2 separate regions of the Ovis aries genome follow, and region 1 is linked to region 2. Evidence: chromatin contacts called from public Hi-C data. All regions are on one chromosome and are shown on one strand. The core of a region is the stretch at or near the end of the contact, and the rest is flanking DNA. Distances in the headings are between cores, read along the strand shown. Region 1 holds the start of IFIT5 (interferon induced protein with tetratricopeptide repeats 5). Region 2 holds the start of FAS (Fas cell surface death receptor).

Region 1 (6,331 bases), core at 3,387-5,886, 400 kb after region 2:
AGGTGATTAACTTCTGTCCTTCCTGGTAGAGAGAGGAGAGACATTATTTTTCAGGCAGATGGGGGAGAATAGAGAGCTCTTCTTCTATCTTCTTCTTTTCAATTGCCTTCAGCTCAAAATAATCCTTATGGCAAGGTGGCATATTTGGGGGTGGCGTATTCTGCTACCCCTCAGTGAACAAAGCAGACATTTCCCCCCAAACCTCAAGCAGCGAGTGAGAGAGACAGACAGGAAAACAAGTACACAGTCAATTAAAGGTCAATTTTCTCCATGAAGATATTTGAAATTTAATTCGTTGTTCCAAACAATTTCTGTTGCTTTATGCCATTTTGTTTGAAGCACTATTGATTCAGTCATTTGCTAGCACAGATTTAGTTAGATGAATAAATAGGAAAAGGATGTTAAAGAGTCTGAGAGACCATCTGTAGCAATCCCCTTTGATTATAACATTTTATTAAAACATTTGATAACATTTTATTAAATGCCCAACAAATAACATTTTTAAAAGGAAAATTAAGGAAACAATGTCATTGTTTTTTCATTCTTGTATGTGTTTGGGGGGAAGATGTATGCATTTCCTATTGTGGCTAATAAATTACCATGAACTGGGTGGCTTAAAATCACACTCATTTATTATCTTACAGTTCTAGAGGTTAGAAGCCTGAAATGGGTTTCACTGGCCTGAAATGAAGGTGTTGGCACATCCAAACCCCTTCTGGAGGCCCTAGGAGACAATTCTTTTGGTACCTTTTCCACATTCTAGAGGCTGCCTGTATTTCCTGGTGGGAACCCTAAATCCACAGAAAAGACAAGTCCCCAAGGAATTCACAGAAATACTGAACAAGGCTTTGGATTTCTATAGGAAATTATTACTGAAATTCTATAAGAATTGGTGAGTAAGGTCTGTATCAGGAGCAGGCATGAGCGTTACACAGAAGCCATCTTCACAATCTATCACTAAAACAAGAGGTTTATTAACAGAAACACGACTCAAAGTGCTTGTGTTTGAGGAAGGAGGCTCTAAAGGTACTAAAATAAGTCTACCCACTGCCAACTCCCCCAGGTCAGAAATATGAAAATCAAATAGTTATTGGATAAGTGTCAATTTTTGATTAGGTAACTCTTCCCCAATATTGTCATACATCATCTGTACCCAGAAAGCAGAGCTCTTTAAGGCAAAATAAATCTCTGGATTATGCAGTGTGTTTGTGTGATATGTGTTTGACAAGCTTCAAAGATCACATGTACTTATTGTGTTTAACAACCTCTAACAATCATCTCGCTCTCCCATCTTTCCCAACTCTGGAAGACATCTCTGCCCTTTGGGGAGTTCAGTAAAACTAAAATGTGGGACAGCCTGGACGTCTGCAGAGAAAAGCAAGCAGTGAATCCAGGAAAAGAGATGCTCTCTGGTATTGAAAATACTATCGCCGAATTTACAAATGAGTATCTCCAGGCATTACCAAGAAGTCTTTAAATTGACAGCTGAATTTTAGGAGCTTGTTACTCCCATGTAAATGACTGACAGAACCTCAGTCATTCACTGTCCTTATTTAGAATTCCCTGAGTGCCCAGGCAATGTCTCTCATGTACCCTAAATCAGGCCAAACCTTAGCTCAGGCCATTCACTACTATTGTAAGTGCCCCCGTCTAAGTCCTTGATAACCACTGTCTACACACCACCACAGGATCCACCCACTTGGGGACCATCCTGAAACCAATGTCTCCATTCTCCTGAGGCTGCCAGAACGGGGACTACATAGGGGCTAAGAGCCTCCACCCTGCAGCACGCCCCAGCCTGAACTTCCCACCCTCAGTCGGTGTCCATAGCTCTGGATCTTGCCCCCAGTCAGACCCAGCCACGTATACTTTGGAGCCAGTGCTTAAGGGAGTAAGCCTTCTCTGTTATTGCCCTGGATATCAACTCTTTCACCCAGGCCACTTCCTGAACTCCAGTACCACCCTTGACTTTCTGTGATCTAATTTCTAATTTTCCTCTCCTACCTAAAGTCCATCTTTTATCTCTTGCAGCCTGGGCTGTGAAGACTAATTCAAATAAATTAGGTATATACATGAGGGTGTTACATGATTCTCAATTGTGGGGAAGAGAAAGGAGGAAGATTTTGCCCCGAAGGCAAAAAAAAAAAAAAAGTTGGGTTTGGCAATCTCTGGAGTTAATTTTGTTTTTCATAACTGCAGCGTGCTACTGACATCTAGTGGATAGGTGCAAGATTGCTGCTTAAACATCCTAAAATGCACTGCACAGCTTCCCACAACCCAAATGTCAATAGCATCAAGGTTGAGAAACTCCGGCTTAGATCTGTACCTTGGAAGAGTTTCTAAGTTTTCAGTTTCCCAAGCAGACTTTCTATTAGTTGCCATTTTTCATGTTCTATTTCTCTTTTTCTCCAGTTGCTGTGTTTTACAGGTTGATAAGAATTCAGAAGACAATACACTGCTAATTTTCCCATGAATTTACCCAATCTGACAAGTTATGAAAAAAATACTGATATTCAAATTCCACCTAATAAATTCAGCATGTTCAACACCTACTCAACAGCTGGGTCTTTTCTTCTTCTCAATCCTGATCATGCATATTCCTTTAAACTTTTTACAGATCGTTTTAGTCTTTCTGAATCTGAAATCCTAAACAATATAAGCTGATAATCGGATTTTTTTCCTCTTTTGATTTTTATCACTTACTGTTTAGTTGCTGTTCATTCAAACCTTGGTAACCAAAGACTATCTCTCGGCCCAGCTACAGCGAAAAGAAAGGAAAGAAATAGGAACAAGGAAGAAAAAAACACCATCAACACACTGGAAATTTTTTCAAACAGAGCTCTATTAAATATTGTAAATCTTCAGGAAGGAGGAAATTCTGGGCATGTCTTTGTACCTCCAAATAAGCCATTCAGTACTTTTTCTAAAATGTGGTTTCCCACTTAAAGGTTACCATAGCCTACAGACCCACCACATCCACATTACCTCCCCAACCTCATTTCTTAGGACTTCTTCCCTGCCCTCTCCACTCCAACGATGCCATCTGTGCATGCCAAGTATGCTTCCATCCCTAGGCCTTTGCAGTTACTGTTTCCCCAGTCTGGAAGGCTCTTCCCTGACCCCATATCCACAGTGCTCACTTCTTCCCCCACCTCAAACCCTTCCTCCCCAATATATTTATAACAGCAAAACACCAACCCTCTCTCTACTTTTTCTCCATAGCACAATCTGACATAAAATATTCTGTTATTTACCTTCACCTCTCACACTAGAAATTAACTCCAAACAAACAAGTGTAACAAAATCACAAATGCACAGCTAACTGCAGTTCTGGACCTACACTGTTAGTTAGCCACGCTTAACTTAATTCTGAAGGAGCAAGAACTGGCTTTAGGTATAAGGCCCCTTTTCTTGCAAAGCCAAAGTCAGCATTATTTAAACTAATAGACACCTAGCAAAAACTGTACATTGTTGTCCATTCATTTGAAAAACAAAGTGCCTAGCACGGCATTTTGCCAAGGCATAAAAGTGATAAACTTGTGCCTTTTAAACTCTGTGACGATGAACACTTTTCTCAAAGTTTGAGAATTATCTCCACCCTGTGCATAATCAGGAATAAAATGCATCAGACAGTGTGAGGGGGGAGGAGGGGGGAGGGCTTGTCCCTTGTCTGATTTATTCCAGGCTATACTGACAGGGCCTTGAACAATGTCTAGCTCTTAGCAGTCGTTTAATAAAACCTATTGAGGGGCCTTCCCTGGTAGTCCAGTGGCTAAGACTCTGCACTGCTAACGCTGACTCTTTGTGACCCCATGGACTATAGCCATAGCCCGCCAGGCTCCTCTGTCCATGGGGATTCTCCAGGCAAGAATACTGCAGTGAGTTGCCATTCCCTTCGCCTGGGGATCCTCCCTACCCAGGAATCGAACCCAGGTCTCCTGTATTGAAGCCGGATTCTTTACCATCTAAGCTACCAGGGGAAGCCAACCCCATCATAAAGATGGGACCTTACTATAGATTATTATAATAGTATTATAGGACCTTACTATAGGAAGCTCAGTTGTCAAGGGCATGGAAGGGAAGGGAATTTTCATAGAATTGTGGGTGGGGTATAAAAACCTCTTTGCAAAGCGAACCTGGAATAGCTACCAAAATTTTGAATATATACACGTTTTGGCCCCCAAATTTCTCTAGGTTTACCCAGTGAAAATCACGGCACAAGTGCACGGCATTGCACTTGTGTTTGTTGAGTCAAGACTTGAGTTTTAGCCTAGGATGCACAAAGCTATAAAGCGCATCGGGTGCCACCCAACAAAAATAACGCTGAAATATCTCTAGTCATCTTAGCTAAGGGAAAAAAAAAAAAAAATCCAACAAATAACAACCACCCCGCAAAAAGCTAAGGCACGTGGACTCAAAAAGGCAGCTGAGCAGCCAAGACCAAGGTCTCAAGGCCCAGCTGCAAATTCCACCCAGAACGTCCCCGCGCTGCGCACACCTCTCACAGCGGTTCCTCAGCCCGGCCGGGGGGCGCCCCCACTCAGCTCTTCCAGAAGTTTCTGTTTCCCGGAGCTGGACTCCGCCTAGTCGGGGATCAGATTCACTTTCTAGTTTCCCTTTCCCGCTCCCGCCCTTTAACAAAGACGGCCGCCCCCGTGCGCGGGCCTCGCGCTGCGGTCACCTCGCCCGCGCGCCCGCGCGCCCACGCCCACGCCCGCGCGCCGCCGCTCAGCCGCAAAGGAGCGGAGGGCGAGGAGAAAGCCCGAAGGGACCTGCACCTCCCGGAACCGCAGCAGAGCCCTGCCGCCATGAGGTAAGGGCCTCTCCCCGCCCCCTCCCCAGCTCCCTGTGGCCTTTGATTTACACGCCTTTCTCTCGTGTTCCGTTTGCAGGGCAGCGCTGCGGCCCTTGAGCCGAGCCCCGGAGCCCGGCCGCCGGGCGTCGGCTTTGGGGGCGCTCCCCGCCTGGGAGCCCGGTCCGGGTCCGGGGCGGCTGAAGGTGGGCCTGCCGGGGAGGGTGGCCGAGTGGACCCTTCCGGCACGTCCCAGGCATCCGCGATCGGACTCTCGGGCCGAGTCGGGGGGCGGCGGGGGGGGGGGGGCAGGGGCGATGCGCCCCGGGGACTTGTCACTTCCCTGCGGCTCCGGTCGCCGCCGCCCCCGGGCCGGTGCGGGAGCTTCTGCGGTGCAGGTCCCCGCAGGCCGCGGCCCCCGCGTCACACGCGTCCGCTTCTGCCATTTTGCCTTTCTGATTCTTGGGTCTGACTTCTCCCCCCTCCTTTGTACCGTGGACACATTGTTCCGGCTCCACCCCATCCCCCGTTTTGTGGGGCTTGCTTTCTCCGTTTCCGAGACTGGCCTGTGGTGGGGGTCCTTGGCTGACCCCTTTTCATCTGGTCCCCTACCCTGCACGGGGATGGTGAACGGTCTGCATTTAGGAAGCTGAGGCCTGAGGAGGTTCAGATGGTGGGCTCTGCAGGCCTTACAGCCTTTTGTTCTAAATCCTGACTCGGACCACCTACTAGTTGGGTAACCCAAAGCAAAGTTTCTTCAACTCGGTGAAGCTGTTTCTTGTCTGTAAAACGTGATGGCATCCATCTCTTAGGACTGTGGAAACGGTTGCTGCTGAATGCCCAGCTCATATATTTGCAGATGTTGACTTTTGTTACGTTTAAAAATGTTTAATAAATGCCTTACTTCTACCCTTTGTAAGAAAGGAGGGATGTGGGAGGTATAGGGAGGAAAAGGCCGGTGGTGCCCTGCGAGTGTCTGGTGGATGGGTAGAAGAGGGGTGAACCCCACTGGGCACTGTCTACCAAGGAAAAGGAAAGACTGCTCCTCCCTGGCAAAAAAACAAACACAATAAAACAACTCCCCACCACACACACACAAAATTGCCTAAAGATAAATGTTGCTTCTTCAGACACAATAGCCTCTCTCCCCAGCTTCCCAGAGACAAAGTTAAAAAAGTAAGTAGAGTTGAAAAAGTAAAATTTGTCATAGTGCCCGGTTGTGCATAAATTCCAGAGTGTAGGCAAGGCACTTCCATGGCTGACTGAATGTCCCCTGGAGATCTCAGCCACATGACAAGCCCTGGGCAGCCCTCCCTCCTCATCCGCCTTGGGCAGAGGCAGATGTTCATTTCACTCTGGATGGGCAGAGGCTGGTAAGCCCATATTGTGGATCTGAGCAGGCTATTAAGGGTGTGGCATGTCTTGCCTATGATTTTGGTGCATTTACACCAGAGAAAGGAACCACCAAGGGACAGTCATACCATGTTTCCCAGTCAGGACCTTAGGACCTTAGTCCAAAACCTACTTTCAAAATGTAAA
Region 2 (6,593 bases), core at 1,867-4,366:
AAAAATCTCGGTGGTAAAAGGGTATCGGGGGTTTTCTTCCTCCCAGCTTTTTAAAATAAGTAGATATGTGTTTAAATGTTGTTCAGAATGAAATGTTCCATGGCAAGGATTTCTTTAGAGTAGAAGCAGCAGGCTTTCACTTACATGGTGCAGTTTGAGTAAAATCAGGATGGTTGTCCGAAGCATCTCCCACATCTGGTAGAGTGCCTGAAACTCTATTATTAAAATTGTATTTCTTTGCCCTTGAAGGCCTGTAAAAACGTGTTCTTAAAATTAACTGTTAAAGACGTCTGAACTGTTTCTTCCAGAACACCAGCATTCATAAGGTGATATTCAGTAGGTGTTCTTCAAAGAACTCCATAAGGACAAAGAGGAGTAGGGAACAGTATAGATCACAGTCCCATCTTAGTCAGAATGTGTATTAGCATACTGAGGGCTCAGAGAACTCTTAAGACCTGTTCAAATTAACCCGGAATTTTCTAAAATCATTTGATCATGTAACACATTTCTTCCCACAAAGTACCTATTACTATTTCATTAAACTTCAGGGTTAGGTGTGTGTGCGGAGTGAGGGAGGTTTGAGGGGAGTTAGAAAGAGCAGTCCCATCACTTCATGGGAAATAGATGGGGAAACAGTGGAAACAGTGTCAGACTTTATTTTTTTGGGCTCCAAAATCACTGCAGATGGTGACTGCAGCCAGGAAATTAAAAGATGCTTACTCCTTGGAAGAAAAGTTATGACCAACCTAGATAGCATATTAAAAAGCAGAGACATTACTTTGCCGACTAAGGTCTGTCTAGTCAAGGCTATGGTTTTTCCAGTGGTCATGTATGGATGTGACAGTTGGACTGTGAAGAAGGCTGAGCGCCGAAGAATTCATGCTTTTGAACTGTGGTGTTGGAGAAGACTCTTGAGGGTCCCATGGAGTGCAAGGAGATCCACCAGTCCATTCTGAAGGAGATCAACCCTGGGATTTCTTTTGGAAGGAGTGATGCTAAAGCTGAAACTCCAGTACTTTGGCCACTTCATGCAAAGAGTTGACTCATTGGAAAAGACTTTGATGCTGGGAGGGATTGGGGGCAGGAGGAGAAGGGGACGACCCAGGATGAGATGGCTGGATGGCATCACTGACTTGATGACGCGAGTCTGAATGAATTCCGGGAGTTGGTCATGGACAGGGAGGCCTGGCGTGCTGTGATTCATGGGGTCGAAAGAGTCGGACACATCTGAGCGACTGAACTGAACTGAACTGAGAAAGAACAAGGACTTAGGAGCAAGAATATCGAAGTTTAACTCCTGAATCTACTACTTACTAACTAATCAAACTGTCAGTATTGCTTAAACTTTTTCAGCTACAATTTTTTATAAATAAATATAATAATTAGCTACCTCACTGGGCTAAAATGGCAAATATTAGGGAGAAGGGCCCGACTCTTTGCGACCCCATGGACAGTAGCCTGTACCAAGCTCCTCCATCCATGGGATTTTCTAGGCAAGAGTACTGGAGTGGCTTGCCGTTTTTTTCTCTAGGGAATCTTCCTGACCCAGGGATCAAACCCAGGGCTCCCACATTGTAGACACACGCTTTACAGTCTGAGCCACCTGGGAAATCCAAGAGATGCTGATTTTGTCAGCTGTCTTGCTCTCCTCCCTTCCTTGTTATGATTTTTTTTAAATTTCAATAAACTTCTAATTTCAGAATAGTTTTAGACTTACAGAAAAGTTGCAAAGATAATACAGAGTCTCCATACGCCAGCCCGTCTACACCCCTCTCCCCAACCTCCCCGCCATCCACCTCTCTTTGTGTCCGTTTTGGGTTGGGAACTGTAGGAGCAGGACTGGCCAGCTAGGATCTTCTTCATGGCACTAATAATCTGCTGGGCAGTGAAGCAGGGGACAGGTAAGTCCACAGCTGTAAGACAGGGCCACGAGGGCAGAGCAGCAAACGGAGAGTGAAAGCAGTTAGGAGGAAAGCATTTAGCTGCTAACCTTGCGTTGGGAGCCAGGAAGATCTCCCAAACGAAAATGTCTTGAAAACGTCTTCAGAGAAGGATCCGCATGGATGAGGAATGAGGCAGGCAAAGGGAGGGAAAGGAGAGTGTTCCTAATGGGATACAGCCAACAGGGAAGATGGGCAACAGAGCGCAGGTGCAGAGCTTCGCGGAGGATGCGGTTCCCCGCTCACCAACTACTTTCAGATTCACGCTCATGAAGGATGTCATTATACGAACCTCCTGTAAAACTGTTGCAAACTGGCTAACCGGACGGATCAACTTTTCCAAAACAATAATGACTTCGAGCTGTTAACCAAAGCACTAAAGTATACTTTTTTTTTTTAATAAAGAAAATTGCCCAGGAAATAATGAGTAATAAAGGAGGAGAAGTAATTGTAAGCTTTTAATCATGTAGCTGGAGCTGTGTGATTCGTCTTAGGAGTTAGCTTTGTACTCCTCGTGAGAATAAAATACAGAGGGTCCTCCCTCTTCGGAATCCCCACAGCACTGCCACTACAGGCACTAGTCCGGGGTTCCTGTGAGCCTCTAACGTGGCCACCGCGGCACACGGAGCTGAGCCAAGGCTGGGTCTGCTCTGGGAATCGCAGCAGTCAGCCGAGGCTCCTGCTCCGAGCAAGACGCGTGCGCTCTGCACCTTAGTCCTCCCTGAACCCGAGCATGCCAGTAGACTGCGGAAACGCTCCCAACGGGAAATGCCCGTTTGTGCAACAAACGCTGGCTCTTTCCCCGCTCCCCACTCAACACCCCTTCCACCACCCCACCCCCAACTCCAGGCGCAGGGTTGCAGAATCAAAGGCGCCCTCCCCTACCCGGGCGTTCCCCAGCTAAGCTTCCTCCTCCAGCCCCCACCCCCTGGCCCCGGCGACGTTACTTTTGGTCTTTTCAAAAGAGCTACCAACAGGTGTTCAGACACGCTGCCGGAGAAAGAGGAAAGCGTCCGGAGAGTAACTGTGCGTGAGCGCCCGGGGCGGGCCCGGGAGGGGAGCACTCTCCCAGGCCGGCTGGAGCTCGGGGAGGGGCTAATCGGGGCTCACTACTCCCCGGGTGCGTACCTCGCCTTGGTGCCAGTTGGAAAGGCTCCTTCACTTCGGAGATTGCTCCACAGCCATGTCCGGGATCTGGGTTCACTTGTCACTGGTGAGTCGCCTCTGCCTCGGCGAGGGCCTCTCCCAGCTCGGCCCTGGGCTGGCGCGGGACGCGCTCTGCGGGCGGCCGGGGGACGAGCGCGTGGGCGGCGGCCTTGGCCGGCCTTTGCCCCGCTAGCTCCGCTTGACTGCTAGGACTTCTCTTGAGGCGAGGTCTTAGGAAACCAGGCTACTCTTTTTTCTTGGGGCTCGATGCGAAGCTGCGAGCCTTCGAGGCCGGAGGAACATCTCTGGGTGCCCCCTGGGAACGCGGTTTGCGGCGCCGAGGGGGTGGGCGCGGGGGGCTGGCCGGCGCCGAGGATGTTTGGGGGTCGCTGCAGGGAGAGCCCCGTCTGGGGCAGGAAAGGGTCTTCTGGACAAGTCCTTGCTTGTCTCGCTAAGGCTGTGCTGTGAACGTGTGCGCCTCGGGGCGGTGAGAACTTGCAGTCTCGAAATGGATAATACAAGTTTTTCCAACACTTCCCAACTTTAGGGAATAAATCAGCCTCGAGGCAGTGGTTACACCAGAGGCTTTGGGAGCGCACCGTTTCTTTCTTGAAAACGTTATCTTGGGACTGAATGCGCCTTAAAGAGACTTGTTTACCTTTTTACTGCTACACAGAAAAAGAAACTGTTTTGTTTCCCTTCCGGGAATCCCTCTCCTTGAGAGTGAGTCACTATCTCAGGTTTGCCCCCCGCCCCTTTTTTTCCCTCTCTCTCTCTTCCTTTTTTTTTTTTTTTTTTTTTAATCTTTCAAGGCTTGCCGGACTCGGGGGCGGGAGGTAACCCTGGCCCCATTGCTCAGGCGGTGGTACCTGCTGCCACCGCGCACGCGCTGAGCAGCCTGAACTCGGCTTAGAAGCGTAAGCCGCATCCACCTCTTTTGGAGAGTCCCTACCTCAGATATCCCGGCTTGGTGATGGCTGATCGAAGACCTTGGCCTCAAGGGGTTCATTTGAGCTCCGAACTCTCTGAAAACCAGTGGATTCTTGTTTGCTGGGCCTCATCAATGTGCCAGGCAGTGTGATAGGAATGTTTATGAGTATGATCTCCGTCAATTCTCGCAGAGCTGCGCAGTATCTCCATCTTACAGATGGCAAAATGGGGTTCAGACAGCTTACCTAAGTCGAGTCCAAACAGTAAGAGGCAGGACTGAATTTAAATCCAATTTAGATCCCATTCCAAAGCCTGGGGGGTGGGAGTGGGGGTGTCGACCACACCTATATCCAGATGACACCAAGAGTGGAAAAGAAAAAAAAATCGATGTCTGGAACTGTCTTGTGGTTGGAAAAAAAAAAAATTCCCCCTGGTCCTTTTGGAAGTAATGTATGATATTTGGGCTCCTTTAGAACTTTTCTTTGAGAAAATTTGAGATTCAAAGTTGGGAAACCATTTATACAACCTCAAATCACATTCTTCCTTATCATGAACCACTGCCTTATTGCAGTCTTGGTTGCTTTGACAATCTCTTAGTTCTAGGAACTACAATTCTAACTCGTATAGCAAAATTATCAAAGCCCAGAGCTACACTTTACTTTTATGATACTATAGCGTCTCTACCAGGGGTGCCTGTTTAAAACACCAAGGAAACTGCTTTTCTGAAAGAATGCATACGTATTCATACACACACATGTGAAAATACAGATTTACATTTATTTGTATATGCATATTGTAATATCTATTATAATATATGATATATATTAAACATTCATTTATTATTGTTATATGATATAGAACCTCAGAAGTGAATGTTTATTGAATAAAATGTGTTAATATAGATGTGTAGAAAGAAAAAAAATCTGATATAACTGCATCACAGACAGTCCTGTTTACGTTTGGTAGTATATCCTCTATTTCCCTTTTCTAATATGACTCTTCAGTTTGGTTACACAGAATCCTGCCCTGCCCCCATCAGGGGCCCAGCATCACACCTCTATTCTTAAAGAAGTTTCCACACCATTATGTCACCTTGTGTGTCTCAGAAAATGCTTGCTTTTATGATCGAGCACTTAGTGGGCCTTACTTACTAGTCGCAAATGAATTAAACCAGGGCGTGAGTGCTAACTACATGGAACACAAGCAAATTTGGTTCAGTCGTGTCAGTGGACTGGAAAGGGATGGGAGGGAGCGGCCATGCTTGCTTTTTCCCTCTTTCTTCTCTAGTCCTCTCATCTCTAGTGTGATCTATCATCAGCAAATATCCCATCCTTTACCTCTTTCCTTCTTTCTTCCCTCTTGAAGTTAGTTTTCTCTCAGTTTCTGGGTGTCGTTCGGATACAGAAGAAAAGGCAGTTACTTTAGAAATTTGTGTGAGAAATAGCTGTGAGCACTGCTGCTGCTTCTTTTAATAGCACATAGCTCTGATAGCTTTTGTTTTATGCTATTTAGGTCTATGGTTAGGCAATTACTAGATAGCCATTTTCCTGTCCTTTATTTCTTGGAGTTTTCGAAATTATGGGCAAGGGAAAGGAGAGGGCAGCTGAAAAAGAAACCGGTGTATTTAAAGTAATCATGCAGGAGAGCTTTGAGGAGAAATAAAGGAAATAAAGTTGTTTAATTTGTAATTTAATAATTTTTCCATAAGCCAGGCTAAGAAGCAAGAAATAGGTTGTAGTGTGTTTCTATTTATTGTTGTTTTTAGCAGATTTTCCTTATCTCATGGTGGACTTGAAAATTCTTTTGAATAAAATATTATGAAATGTAATTTAAAACATTAACAACCAGCATGTAAAAACACACATTGGTAAACGATGCCAAGATTGGGAGGCAAAAATGAAATTGATATGTGAAGATTCTCAGGGCCCTCACCGCTAGCTTCAATTAGATGAATGAAAACTCTTCTATTGTCTATCTCCATAATACAGTTACCACCCTTAGTGGCAAAACTAGAGTTTAATTTAGAGAAAGCAGTTTTTCTTCCTGCACTGAGTTTATAGAAGGAGAAAAGTGAGATAGAGGCAAAGAGGACTCAAGTTTTTGTTGTTGTCTCTAAGTAAGTTTTTTTGGAATACTAAACAAGTAATTTACTTCTAAATAGTTCCTAAGAGTGGAAGTGTCAGCATTTCAAAGGAACCTCTCTGAAGGCTACTAGCACTATACCACAACTGCTAAGGAGTAATCACTTTCTAAGAGATGATCAAAAACCTGAAAAAGGAAATCCCCCACTTGAAAACCCCTAATGAGTTAAGTACATTTTGGTAAATTATCTTGGGTTCCAAAAGTCCCTTAAATGAGCACATGTTTTGTAATAGGTACTAAAGACTTATTGACTTATGATGAAAAGTAATAATATAAAGGTAATAACATGTATAGCTTGTTACCAAAAAATTATTTGCAGAATCATTATAAGTACCTTAATGGACAGTAGTGTATTCTTTTTGCTATGTCTGTGTATCTATTTACAAAAGTGGGAAAATTGCATTTAATACTTAATAAGTCCTTTCATTTCCCGGA

The links. A called contact is a pair of places that touch in the nucleus more often than the background predicts.
Region 1: a contact with region 2 is called in a Hi-C map of muscle, with 2.8 times the contacts expected there. The contact joins the promoter of IFIT5 here to the promoter of FAS in region 2. A contact is called at or near these places in 2 of 16 Hi-C or Micro-C datasets (muscle and skin fibroblasts).

What each region holds. Positions count from the first base shown.
Region 1 is chr22:10,903,132-10,909,462 of ARS-UI_Ramb_v3.0, forward strand. IFIT5 (interferon induced protein with tetratricopeptide repeats 5) reads left to right here and starts at 4,637. Exons shown (of 2, transcript XM_027960580.3): 1 at 4,637-4,813. The coding sequence starts at 4,809. It overlaps LOC132658444 (a long non-coding RNA gene), which reads right to left and starts at 4,561. Exons shown (of 2, transcript XR_009598097.1): 1 at 4,499-4,561; 2 at 1-2,758.
Region 2 is chr22:10,504,374-10,510,966 of ARS-UI_Ramb_v3.0, forward strand. It overlaps FAS (Fas cell surface death receptor), which reads left to right and starts at 3,117. Exons shown (of 9, transcript NM_001123003.1): 1 at 3,117-3,153. The coding sequence starts at 3,124. LOC132658442 (a long non-coding RNA gene) reads right to left here and starts at 3,562. Exons shown (of 2, transcript XR_009598094.1): 1 at 3,069-3,562.